Linked DNA regions of Ovis aries: region 1 is linked to region 2. A link is a contact called in public Hi-C data. All regions are on one chromosome and are shown on one strand. Each heading gives the region's core, a stretch centred on a gene start, on an enhancer-like site or on the middle of the called end of the contact. The rest is flanking DNA. Distances are from core to core; before and after follow the strand shown. Region 1 holds the start of ACY1 (aminoacylase 1). Region 2 holds the start of GLYCTK (glycerate kinase).

What was found. Hi-C and Micro-C count contacts between places; a contact is called where the count stands out from the background.
Region 1: a contact with region 2 is called in a Hi-C map of muscle, with 5 times the contacts expected there. The contact joins the promoter of ACY1 here to the promoter of GLYCTK in region 2. A contact is called at or near these places in 2 of 16 Hi-C or Micro-C datasets (blood and muscle).

What each region holds. Positions count from the first base shown.
Region 1 is chr19:49,021,718-49,028,640 of ARS-UI_Ramb_v3.0, reverse strand. It overlaps ACY1 (aminoacylase 1), which reads left to right and starts at 2,518. Exons shown (of 15, transcript XM_042236140.2): 1 at 2,518-2,584; 2 at 2,922-3,076; 3 at 3,905-3,969; 4 at 4,061-4,165; 5 at 4,477-4,571; 6 at 4,830-4,906; 7 at 4,993-5,082; 8 at 5,183-5,239; 9 at 5,584-5,657; 10 at 5,743-5,792; 11 at 5,915-6,059; 12 at 6,141-6,209; 13 at 6,794-6,873. The coding sequence starts at 2,983. It overlaps ABHD14A (abhydrolase domain containing 14A), which reads left to right. Exons shown (of 6, transcript XM_027957573.3): 6 at 1-333. The coding sequence ends at 161.
Region 2 is chr19:48,674,869-48,681,569 of ARS-UI_Ramb_v3.0, reverse strand. It overlaps GLYCTK (glycerate kinase), which reads left to right and starts at 4,551. Exons shown (of 5, transcript XM_042236126.2): 1 at 4,551-5,701.

The DNA of each region.
Region 1 (6,923 bases), core at 1,269-3,768, 350 kb before region 2:
GGGAGCTGGACCGCACCCTGGCTCGGGAGTCACTGCGGCAGCTCCGCCATCTGCCCAACCATTCCACGGTGAAGTTGCGCAATGCAGGCCACGCCTGCTACCTCCACAAGCCACAAGACTTCCACCTCGAACTTCTTGCTTTCCTTGACCATCTACTGTGAGCTCACCCACTGTCCAGGCCCCAGGCCTGGCTGGAACTTGGAGAGTCTGGACAAGTCCGTACCAGGGCAGCAGCCCCTGTGCTTACAGGGCAGAGGCCAGAGGGCTAGACCCAGTTGGGACCTTTCATTTTATCTCAGAGGCACAATAAAAAAAAAAAGCATTTTTGTCATACCTGGGGAGTGACAGGTCCTGTTTGCTGGCATTGCTGCAGGTGAGGTGAGAGTTGGAGCCAAGTGTGGGACTGCTCGGGACTGAGAGCTGGAAGGAGTGCTCCAGCAGCCTGAGAAGGCTGAGGACATAGGCTACTTACTAGATGGCCGCTGAGTGGCTAATCTGTGACTCAGTTTCCTCATCAGTAAAATGGGCATGATGTAACACCTAGTTCAGAAAGTGGTTTTAGGATTGAATGAGTCTGGGTAAGCAGAGCACTTGGTTTTAGGATTGAATGAGTCTGGGTAAGCAGAGCACTTGGCCACACAGGGCCGGCAGGTGGGACTGTCATTGAGAGGGGTCATTACTCCTGCTAAATGATCACTGGGATTGATGGGAAATCCAGGGTCTGGTGGCTGAGATGAGTGAATCAGGATGTAGGTTCCATGGCCAAAAGGGGCAGGATGTGTAGAGGAGGGGATGGCAAATGTGGTTTATCTTGTAACATAGTATTGGGGAGGGGGAAATTTCCCCCTCTCCCCATCTTGAGTTCTTGGCTGGACTAACAATAAAACTGACACAAAACAGATTAACAGGAGAAAAAGAAATTTTAGTTGTGTGCAAGGAGGTCTCATAGAAATGAGACCTAAGAAGTGACCAAAGCAGGCAGCTTTTATACTTTTTAGACAAAGAATAAATTTGTGAGGACTTGACAGGACAAAAACATATTTTGGACGCTCAATTAGTAAAGAATCTATTAACAAACAGAGTTTGGGCTTGGGGGTAGTAAATTAAAAGAAGTAACAAAGCTGGTTTATAGAGGCTTCTCCGCCTGCATTCCCTATCCCTGGAGATAAGGGTGTCCTATCTCCAGATTCAACGAGTGTGCCTTTCACAGAGATTTCTTTCCTGCTTTCAGGGAGACAGAGAGGAGGGTCAGAATGTCCCTCCTGCATCGGACATTTCTTAAGTGACTTTAATTCAAAATAATCAACATGCCAACAATAGCATTGCTGGTGAACCAGCAAGCCTGCTTCTGTCTGGGAATATGTGGGTCAGCAGCTGAACTTAAACCCCAGAAGGGTTGGATGGACCTTACCCTACCTTCCTAGCCTGCCTCCCCTGTGCCCAGAGGTTGAAGTCTTCAACCCCGCCCCTCCCCAAGCTGAGTCACCCTCTGGAACAGAGGGTAGAACTGGCTGAGAGTACAGAGGACAGCCGGGCACACAAATGGGCAGCTATAACTGTGTGCAGCCTGTGGGTGGCCAGTGGGACACCTGTGCCTCTTATCGTCCTTCTCCGGTGGCTGCAGAGGAGCCAAGGAACCTGGCCCAGGATCAGCAAAGAACGTGCCACACGTATGCTTCTGTGCAGTCTCCTATCTCTCCTTCTGTCTACAGCGTCACGATTACATCCTCTCAGCGTGCCATCTGTCACATCCATCTCACACTCACGTGGTCATACACAGTCACCCACTGACACACAGCTTTGCCCACACAGCGGCGCGATCACACAGGCGCTCATCCGTTCACTTCTCCGTGCCTGGCACGCCGTCCGTCTGCTCCGTGCCCTGCCAGGAACAAGATCCTGAGGGTACCTGGACCAGCCTCCTGGCTCTCACAGATTGTTAACCAGTAAACCTCTCAACACAGGGAGCGTGGAAGCCGTCAGGGAGGCCGTCCCTAAGTAGTTGAAGCGTGAAAAGGGGAGAAGTAGAGACTCGCGGGTGGGGGTGGTGGAGCAGGTGGGGACCAGCTCCAGCAGGATTTAGCGGGACTGAACCCTGAGAGCGAGGGGGCGCCCAAGCGGGCAGCGGCGACTTTTCCAGTCGGTGCCCGCCCTCTTCTTTTCTCGCCCAATCGGGAGGTTGCAGGAGGTGGGGCGGGCTATCCAGAACCAAGGGCGGGGCCGGGGGCGTGCCCTGCTGGGCGGGACTGGGCCTGCGGGGGCGGGGTCAGCCAGGAGCTCGCCTCAGGGTGCGGGGCGGAGCTGGTGGCAGAGGCAGCTGCCCCTGGGCGGGCTCCTGAATCCCAGCCTCAGGTAACTGGTGGAGGCTGCAACCACTGGCGGGCGGGGACGCCCTCGCCGACTGGGCTTTAGAGTCTGGGACGGTCCTGATTCGCAGGCTTCGGTTCCGCCCTGCGAGGTCCGGCCACGTGGTGGGCGGACCAGGGCAGTTTTGATCCTGAGACCTCACAGGACCCCGAGTCCCGCCCAGAGTCCAGGGCGGACGCCAAGCGGCGAGCGCGGGCCAAGACCAGCTGAGAGCGAGGTGGGGGGCCTTGGTGAGGGGTAGCGGGATCTGGAGCTCCCTGAAGTGAAATCCAGGCAATGGGGAAATTTCTTTTGGGGAAGGGCGGCGGGAGTCAACTTGTGGGTTCAAACGTGGCTCAGTTACTTTCTAGCTGTCTCAGCTTCTTTGCGTTTTCCTCTGTAATGTATGCATTCAGAGGCACGAACTTCATGGGGCTCCTTGGGGGATTAAATAAGGAGCTGTGCTGAAAGTGGTCAGCACAGCGCCTGAAACAGAATGGGGGCTCTGTAACGGGGGACGCCCGGGGAACCGCCCTGGGGAGGGGCGGCGTGCAGATGGAGTCCACCTGCGCCAGGTGCGGGGAGGAGTAGCCAGCCACTCGATTTGCCCCCAGCTCACCACGGCAGGGCAGCGCCATGGCCAGCGAGGGTAGCGAGGGCGAGCACCCATCCGTGACGCTCTTCCGTCAGTACCTGCGCATCCGCACCCTCCAGCCCGAGCCGGACTATGGTGAGAACGCGGCGGTTTCAGGATGTGTGGCGGGGCTTCGGGGGCGGGGACTGTGCTCTAAACCAGGCAGCAACCTCTGCCACCCAGCTGAGCCTAATCTGCTGCCTCAGATGGCTCCTCCGCTGCTCTAAGTCGTTCCCTGGGCCAACAGACTTCTCAGCAGCCCCTCCAGTCTGTGCTGCTCCAAAAGTTACAACCGGGCGTTTAGATAAGGAAATCTTCCCCCTCACTCCCCAGGACTTGCGGCTGGGGAGGGGAAGCAGAGGCTCCCGGAAGTCTCCTGGGGTTGAACAAAGGCCACAGCCCTTAAGGAATCAGGCTTGGTGCCAGAGAACTGTGTACCTAGGTCCAGTCCAAATCCCAACTGGTGAGCCTTGTGTCTCTGAGTCAGTTTCCCCAAATTAAAAAAAAAAAAAAAGTATTTATTTAGCTGTGCCAGGTCTTACTTGGTATGTGTGGGAGCTTTCATTGCAGCATGTGGGGATCTAGTTCCCCTACCAGGGATGGAACCCGTGCCCCCTGCATTGGGAGCCTGGAGTCTTAACCACTGGACCACCAGGAAAGTCCCAGTTTTCTCATCTTTAAGGAGGGTAACGATGACACCTGCTTCTCACTCTGGACTTGCCACCTGGCCTTCCACAAAGGGTCACTGGCCAAGAAACATCTTCCTTGGGGACCGAGATGCAAAGGTCTCTTATGGATGAGGAATTGTGTGGAGGCGGGTGTCTGCTCCCCTCTCTGGATGTCCGCCCCATCTCTGCCTGAGCCCGTGGGAGGTGAGGCTGGGTGGGGAGGCAGAAGTGGCAGCCAGGCTCTCTGTGTCCCCAGGGGCAGCTGTGGCCTTCTTTGAAGAGAGAGCCCTCCAGCTGGGCCTGGGCTGTCAGAAAGTGGAGGTGAGCGTGCGGCGCTGCATGGGAACGGGGAGGCGGACCTGAAGCAGCTTCTCGCCCTGCACTGACGACCCCTCCTCCTGGCCCTCTCTAGGTGGCACCTGGCCGTGTAGTGACCGTGTTAACCTGGCCAGGCACCAACCCCAAACTCTCCTCCGTCTTGCTCAACTCCCATACGGATGTGGTTCCTGTCTTCCAGGTGTCTTGGGGGTGTGGGAACACAGTGTCCCACAATGGAGCAACCCTTGTGGGCAAAGTACAGACCCTCCCGTTCAACTGCAGGGCGCCCACAGTGCTGGTCCTGGCACAAACTTGACTGCATAGAGCATTACTCCACTCTGGCAGCCTCTGCCCAGTAGCCATTCCATGCCAGCGTGGGTTGGGGGTGGTGGAGGTGGGAGGCAGAGATAAGGGATGACGGCTGTCAGCAGCCCTCTTCAGGGCGGGACCACAGTTGGGCAAAGTAGGTTAATTTGGGGCTTGGGTCCCCCTTCCTGCCCATGCCCCCAGGAGTATTGGAGCCACGATCCCTTTGAGGCCTTCAAGGATGCAGACGGCTACATCTATGGCAGGGGCGCCCAGGACATGAAGTGTGTCAGCATCCAGTGAGTGCCCTTCATTCCCGGTTTCCTCGCAGGGCCCAGGCGTGACTGGGGAACCTCAAGGCCAAGGAACATCTTGACCCCTTACCTTGGGCAGGAATTCCTGCTGTGACCATTGCCTGGATGGGGAGATGGGGACAGAGACTTGCTGGAGTCACCTGCTAGGCTGTGGCGGAGCAGGGCCCAAGGCTCCAGCCTGCCTGCTCAAGCATCTCAGGGCTCCCCCCAGCACCCAGCTTACACCCTCTCCCTGCCCCTCAGATACCTGGAGGCTGTGAGGAGGCTGAAGGCTGAAGGCCACCGTTTCCCCAGAACCATCCACTTGACCTTTGTGCCAGGTAGGAGTGGCTGGTGGGGGCCACCTTCAGGGGCAGGGAGAGTGTGTTGGGGCCCACCCTGTCTCACATTCTTGCTGCCTTTACAGATGAGGAGATTGGGGGTCATCAAGGCATGGAGCTGTTTGTGAAGCGGCCTGAGTTCCAGGCCCTGAGGGCTGGCTTCGCCCTGGATGAGGGTGAGCAGGGTGGCAGGCCACTGGGCAGCCAGCAGAGGTTAGGGAGGCTGCTAGTGGAGGCTGGGCCACTCCACCCTCTGAACCGCCTTTTCCTCCTCAGGCCTGGCCAACCCCACTGACGCCTTCACTGTCTTTTACAGTGAGCGGAGTCCCTGGTGTGAGTATGCACTTGGAGGGTGGGGATCACTGTGCAGATGGGAGGCTAGGCCAGAAGGGATGGGGTCCATCCGCCCAGGGCTCCCCAGCACGTTGGCGCCTGAGTAGGCCTTGAACCCAGGGCCTCTGCCTCCCAGCCCCTTCCTACCCCGGCGTGTCTTTCCTTAGCTTGAGTGGAGGCCCTAACTGTGGGCAGAAACCAGCTCTACCCTGTGCATTCTGAGGGTGGCAGAGCCCTGCCTGAGGAGTTTGGAAGGAGGGGAAGGCCATGGGCCCATCTTGGGGCTGGTTGCTTTTCCAACCTGTCCCATTCTGAAGCCACCCCCTTCCCCCTGCCTCTCCCAGGGGTGCGGGTCACCAGCACTGGGAAGCCGGGCCACGGCTCGCGATTCATCGAGGACACAGCAGCAGAGAAGCTGGTGTGTGGCCCATGGGGAGGGAGTGTGGGGGTTCCTGAGGCTCTGTCCTGGGGCCCCTGTCACATGTCACCTCACACTCTCCTAGCACAAGGTTGTGAGCTCCATCCTGGCTTTTCGGGAGAAGGAGAGGCAGAGGTGAGGCAGCCTGGAAAAGGGCACGGGGCTCTGGGAGGGCATGCAAGGGAGGAGGTGGGTTGAGCCATCTTTTTATCTGTTCCTCCTCCTTGCTGCCGGCTGCCCCTGCCCCCTCACCACAGGCTGCAGTCAGACCCTCAACTGAAGGAGGGGGCTGTGACCTCCGTGAACCTGACTATCCTAGAGGGCGGCGTGGCTTATAACGTGGTACCTGCCACCATGAGTGCCAGCTTTGACTTCCGCGTGGCCCCGGATGTGGACCTGAAGGTGCCACCTCCACCTGGGTTGGAGGAGGGAGCCTGGATCCTCAGCCCAGTCCTCGGGGTCAGCTCACCTCCCTTCTCTTAGGCTTTCGAGGGGCAGCTGCAGGACTGGTGCCAGGAAGCTGGCGAGGGGGTCACCTTCGAGTTTGCTCAGGTATGGACAGGGGCGCCTACGATGGGGGAGTCATAGGAGCTGGGGAGACTGGGTTTGCTGCGTTGCTGTATACTTGGTATGCCTGCATACATCCTGACATTTCTTTAGCTGTGAGAGTTTTATTAACCAACAAGCATTAGTTGTAGAGGCCACTGTGGGTGCTGGGGAACACTGGGGATGGAATTAAACACTTTTTGCCCTCAGTTCTTACAGCATGAAGAGAGGAATAGACATGAGTCAAATAATTATTTATACAAGTATGAACACATGTGATCCAGGAAAGAGTGGGACCTTGTACTGTGTGGACTTGTAACTGGAGTCTTTAACCAGAATGAGGTCTGGGACCACCTTCTTGAGCAAGGGGCACTTGGGCTAAGATCTGAGGACGGATGGGAAGTGGAGGACAGAGGTCCTTGGCCTGTGGCCTTTGAAGGACTGAAAAAGGGCCCATTGCTGGACTGGCCAGCTGGATGTCTGGGTAGGTGGGTAGGGGTGTGTCCTGTGCCAGGCACAGCATATTCATACTCATATGAATAGGGCAAGATGCCCAGACTGTCCTAATCCTGCCATCCTTCTCCCCACAGAAGTGGACAGAGCCCCAAGTGACACCTACTGATGACTCAGACCCTTGGTGGGCAGCGTTTAGCGGGGCCTGCAGAGACATGTGAGCATGCTGGCCAGCCCTCCTCTCCCCTTCCCCTCTTCCACCTTCCT
Region 2 (6,701 bases), core at 3,302-5,801:
CATATTTTTGGGAACCATGAATTCTCTGGTTTACCCCTTTCTGGTCAGATGGCTCATGTCTTGGGGCCTGTTAGTTTATCTTACCCTGGAGCAACAGCCTGAGTTTGTACACTAATGATGATATCTCCAACAGCAATTTTAGTGCATCAATTACATTATCAACAACAGCAATTTTAGTCATCTGACTCTGGCTGGTTAGAGTTCAAGTAGCAAAATGTTGACTACAAAGTTAAGTCACAACCTGAAAGTAGAGAGTTATCTTATTTGGAGGGAATGTTAAGGACTTCGAGCCCAGCAGACAACATCTCAATACCCCTGAGAAAACTGCTTGGAGGCAGGAGAGGGAGTCAGGTTATATATAAGTTTGCAACAAAAGGGGCAGGCGGTCTGAACATCAGAGATTATTGTAAAGTAGTAAGGAAAACCAGGTATCAAGCAAAGATATTTAGTGTTCTTCTATGTACGGGAAGATGCAAGCCTCTGGGGTTATTGAATTTATTCCTTTCATGTAAGCCTCAGCTATCTGGGGCCAAATTCTGTTTTTCATTTTAATATATATATTTTAAATTTTATTTATTTACTTTAGGCAGTGCTGGGTCTTTGTTGCTGCACTGGCATTTCTCTGGTTGAAGGGAGCAGGGGGCCGGTCTCCAGCTTCGGTGTACACAGGCCTCTCACTGTGGCGGTTTCTCTTACTGTAGAACACGGGCTCTAGGGCACTTTGGCCCCAGTAGCTGCAGCGTGAAGGCTCAGTAGTTGTGGCTTCTGGGCAACAGAGCACAGCTCAGTAGTTGTGGCGCATGGGCTTAGTTGTTCCACAGTACATGGGATCTTCCTGGATCGGAAACTGAACTCAAGCATTGTCAGGCAGATTCTTTAGCACTGAGGCACCAGTTCAGTTCAGTTCAGTTGCTCAGTCGTGTCCAACTCTTTGCGACCCCATGAACCGCAGCATGCCAGGCCTCCCTGTCCAGCACCAACTCCCGGAGTCCACCCAAACCCATGTCCATTGAGTCGGTGATGCCATCCAGTCATCTCATCCTCTGTTATCCCCTTCTCCTTCTGCCCTCAATCTTTCCCAGCGTCAGGGTCTTTTCAAATGAGTCAGCTCTTTGCATCAGGTGGCCAAAGTATTGGAGTCTCAGCTTCAACATCAGTCCTTCCAATGAACACTCAGAACTGATCTCCTTTAGGATGGACTGGTTGGCTCTCCTTGCAGTCCAAGGGACTCTCAAGAGTCTTCTCCAACATCACAGTCCAAAAGCATGAATTCTTTGGTGCTCAGCTTTCTTTATAGTCCAACTCTCAAATGCATACATGACTACTGGAAAAACCATAGCCTTGACTAGACGGACCTTTGTCGGCAAAGTAATGTCTCTACTTTTTAATATGCTATCTAGGTTGGTCATAACTATCCTTCCAAGGAGTAAGCATCTTTTAATATCATGGCTGCAATCACCATCTGCAGTGATTTGGGAGCCCAGAAAAACAGTCAGCCACTGTTTCCACTGTTTCCCCATCTATTTGCCATGAAGTGATGAGCCACCAGGAAAGACCCCAAATCCTGTTTCTTGATAGTTTACAGACTTAATTTCTTGTTCACTGACCTCAGCAATCACTGTGGAGGTTCGAGTCACTTGCTGGACTGAAGGCATTGTGTTCCCTTTTGGGAGCCCTTATTCACATTTGGAGGCCAGAAATCGCTGATGGCTGTGACACTTCTTGCCCACCGATATGGCAAGAAGTGCTTCATTTCACAAAAGGATTGTGGTCAAATGGGTCAAGAAAAGGAATAAAGTTTTGGATAGAGAGGTTAACCACAAACTCGGTAAGGGAATGTACTTTGGAGGGGCTCAGTTTCACGAGAAAGGCAACGCCCCCATACTTGGAGATGGGGAGCCAACACTGAGATGAATCTTCACAAACATACATTACTTTAGCAATCCTTATCTTCCATTAGTTTCCCCCTTATATTTACTTTCCCATGATTTATTACCCTGAGAAGCTCAAACACTTTTTGTCTTGCTACGTCTCCAAAATTTATCACTCCCTGTTAAGAAATGATATATAAGCTCTCAGGCCTAATGGCTTTTTGGGAGTTTTCATGTTATTTCTGTGAAGTTCCTCCCATCCATATGAAATAAACCTTTTTCTGTTGTTAACCTGTCATTTGTCGGTTTAATCTGTAGGGCCTCGGTCAACGAACCTAAGAGGTTAGAGGAAAAAGCCTTTTCCTTCCTTACACCATCTTTGTCCCCATCACCAATCATTTCCTTGGATTACAATTGCTTGGCACATTTTGACACTGATACTTATTGCCAAGTGTATTTAAGACTGTGGACATATTCATGCCGACTAACAAGGTATATTTAAGCATTCTGATGAGCCTGATTGTTTTCTTAGACCCAAATCCTACTGCCTCATGAAGTCTTTTACTTCCACTCACCATCATCCCTTTCCCTTTTGTGAAATCTTTTCCACAATAGGGTCTGCAGTACTTTGTAGCTGAGAATTTCACTGTTTTCTTATTCGTTTCTTTTTTTGGTTGTGCCACGTGGCTTGCAGGAGCCTAGTGTCCCTACCAGGGACAAACCTGGCCCCGGAAGTAAAAGTGCCCAGTCCTAACCCCTGGACCGCCAGGGAATTCCCATTGTTTATTCATTGAAAAAAGAAGAAGAAATAAAAGTGTCAGCTTGTCTATGTGTCTGGTCTTATGTATGGGAGTGGAAATGCAAATGTTAATTAGATCAAGTTACCACTTTCCTGGGCTTCCCTCATAGCTCAGTTGGTAAAGAATGTGCCTGCAATGCAAGAGACCACAGTTTGATTCCTGGGCCGGGAAGATCTGCTGGAGAAGGGATAGGCTACTCACTCTAGTATTCTTGGGCTTCCCTAGTGGCTCAGTCAGTAAAGAATCCACCTGCAATGTGGGAGACCTGGGTTCAGTCCCTCAGCTGGGAAGATCCCCTGGAGAAGGGAAAGGTTACCCACTCCAGTATTCTGGCCTAGAGGATTCCATGGATTGTGTAGTCCATGGGGTCGCAAACAGTCGGAGATGAGTGAGCAACTTTCACTTTCACCACTTTCCAGGAGCTCACAGTCCAGTGGACAGTTAAATGAATCTCACAGTTAAATGCATCTTGTGAGTAGTGGGGGTGGGATGGGGATTTTAAAAATGGATATAATTAGTCTCCTGCTGACAGTCTGACAGAAAAGCACAGCAAGTGATGTCTGTTTATCGGTCTCTGGCACTGAATAACAAGAGATGCTCAAATTTACATTTCCCCACCTCCCCGAAAATGAGGGAATGTAATTATAAAAGCAGAGCAAGTTTCCAAACTAAAGTACCACAGCTTATTCATCCCAGCAGCTAGAGCATTTGGCTCACACAGAGGGCACTCAGGAACTGAATAAACACATGGATGGATGAAGACAGCTTACTGCAAGCAAGGAAAAACTTAAATTTTAAGTACAATTTCCTTACATCTAAAAAGAGCAAATCTTGAAGTTGCCTATGTTGTGATGATGAGGTGGTGAAGATCTGGGAGAACCTGCCTGCCAATACAGGAGACATAAGAGAAGCAGGTTGGATTCCTGGGTTGGGACGATCCCCTGGAGGAGGGCATAACAACCCACTCCAGAATTCTTGCCTGGAGAATCCCATGGACAGAGAAGCCTGGAAGCTGCAGTCCATAGGGTTGCAAAGAGTCGGACACGACTGAAGTGACTTAGCACGCACTCACGCACAAAAGGTCCTCTATTATAAAGGAAAGAAAACCCCAGGGAGATAGCTAGGAAGAGGGGGAGGAAGACTTCTTGAAAAGAGCAGAGCATGGTTTGGAGAGGGAAAGAGAGATGTGCAGAAAAGAGCAGGTGGGAAGAAATATGTTTTAAGACTTTTAAGAACTCTGTTGTATAATTTGTGATCTCAAGAAAACATCGGTAAAAACAATGTGTTCTTCCGTGTCCTTGAGCCTGGTCAGGACTCGTCTTTTGAGTGTACCGAGATACCACTATCAAGCCGGGTCCAGGGTGAGAGCTGGGACAGGGCGGGAGGCCTAGGGTCATTCGTGTTCACATGCCCTTTGTGTGTTCCAGAATCGCTCTCTTGCTGATTCTGGAACTCTCTTGCTGAATCAGAGCTGTGATTTGGTAGCTCGAGGAAGAAGGCGGGGAATACGAATGCCTTGTGGAAGTACATTGGTGGCGGGGATGATTACATCTGGCTCCAGGAGTCAGCTGCGGGTAAGTAGTGATTCTCAGTCCATTTGCTTTGTCCAATGCCCAGCACCTAACAGGAAGTTGGAAACTCTGTGCGACTGATTGAATCGTACAGAATAAAGGAGTGGGCGGATTATACCAAGCGGCGAGGTGGCGATTATTATCCCACTGTAGAGAAGAAGACACTGAGGCCTGAAGGTGACAGCATCCAAGCCTCTTGGAGGGCAGGGCGGAGCCAAGACCAGCTCCGGCTCTGGTTCCCGCTCGCTCCGCCCCTCGACAACGGCTCCTCAATCCGCCCCCACACTTCCGGATCCTGCTCCGCCCCCATAGAGCACTTCCGGTCCTGGGGCTGGACCTCGGGTCGCCGAGTGGTTAGGCGGTAGGTTGGTGCCGTGAGGGCCTGCAGAGTCACAGGGCCATTGGCTCAGGGGCAGCGGGCCCAGGCAGCAGCGGGCTCTTATTTTCTCGGACATTACGCGACAGCCATTTCCCTGAGGAAAGCCTGGAGCCTTGGCCTGCGGGTGACGTCACTTCCGGCGCCGGGCAGGCAGGCGAAGGCGGGGAGAGGGCTAGAGCCCCGCTTGGTGGCGGGGAGGTGTCAAGGCGGGTCGGCTTTGTATTTACGACTTTCTGGAGCTCAGGGTAGTTTAGGAGAGGCGGTGTTCCAAGTGGAGTTGTTGGATTTGGCAAATAAAAATGCAGGGGGTGTAGTTAAACTTGAATTTTAACTAGATAAACAAATACTTTTTTAGTATCAGTTCAGTTCAGTTCAGTCGCTCAGTCGTGTCCGACTCTTTGCGACTCCATGAATCGTGGCACGCCAGGCCTTCTTGTCCAGCACCAACTCCTGGAGTTCACTCAGACTCACGTCCATCGAGTCAGTGGTATAGATATGTCCCAAATATTGTACGGAACATATTTAGTTTTTAACAATTCCTAATTTATCTGAAATTGAAGTTTCTGTATTTTTTCTGGCCGTCTCAGTCTTGGGCACCCCGTGCCTTGGGTTCTGATATCTAATTGGCATTCTCTAGGCATGGCAACCCACTCCAGCGTTCTTGCCTGGAGAATCCCAGGGACGGGGCAGCCTGGTGGGCTGCCGTCTCTGGGGTCGCACAGAGTCGGTCACGACTGAAGTGACTTAGCAGCAGCAGCAGCAGCAGCAGCAGGCCTGTATTTTGGAGAAGGCAATGGCACCCCACTCCAGTACTCTTGCCTGGAAAATCCCATGGACGGAGGAGCCTGGTAGGCTACAGTCTATGGGGTTGTGAAGAGTCGGACACGACTGAGCAACTTCACTTTGACTTTTCGCTTTCATGTATTGGAGAAGAAAATGGCAACCCACTCCAGTATTCTTGCCTAGAGAATCCCAGGGATGGGGGAGCCTGGTGGCCTGCCATCTATGGGGTCACACGGAGTCGGACACGACTGAAGAGATTTAGCTGCAGCAGCAGGCCTGTATCTATCGGGGAAACAGGTACAGATTTCGTCCAGACCGTTAAAATCAGCTATTGCTACATGCCAAGCCACTTTTATGGGTAGCGCTCATTGGCCAGCCTTAGCAATTGCTGGGCCTGTTTTCAATCCCCATGGCAGCTCCCTCTGTGTTTCCCCGTTCACAGCTGGAGTCGGGAACGGTTTGTCTTCTCTTAATGGGAAAGTTGAGCTCCATGCAGGCTACGTGATCCGAGGCTGGACGCTGCCAGGTGGTTGTGTTGTTGTGTTTTTTTTTTTGGTGTAGGATAAAGTGATGTTTGCAGTCGAGGTTTTCAGTGTTAATAATGGACAGCTTCACAGAGCCCAGGGATGTATCATCTCACCTCTTATTTTGCACAGGAGACCCAGTGAGAGAAATGGAGCTGTCCCTGTGGTAGAGCTGGAGACTGACTCTCCTGCTCCATCCACACTTGCTGCTGCAGTCAGCATGTATGGTGGGCACTTATTAATTTATAACTATAAAATAAATTTATAATTTATTAAAGTAATGCCTTGTCAGAGATGAGCTCTTTAGCACTTTATTGTTCCTAAACTACTCCGCAACCTCTTGACCCTCACTTCAAGTCTTCTTTGGCTTTTACCGTGCCCGGTGGGGAACATGACTATTTGGCCTCAGCGGTAGAAGCCTGCCCCAGCCACCCGGCTCTCACCCCTATGGGTGGTGTGATCCAAGATTTGTTATGTTAGAGCAAAAGGCATGTTCTTGGCAAGGGTGGGTCTGGCCGTATAGGTGGAAGGGCATCCTTTCTGTCCTGCAGATTGGGCCCCATCGTACCTGCAGTCATGTGGTGTCTAAGGACATTTTTAAGGTTCTACTGTGAGTCAGAGTTGAACCTGAAGCTGTTGCTGGGCTGGCCCTGAGTGTGGGAGTCTTCAGGCTTTGTGGTCCAAGGATGTGCCTGGACCTGCTTGTCAGTGTCCCGACAAATCTACAGCCTCCCTGCACACACTTAGTCTTTCCAGGCTCCCCAGCCCAGGCC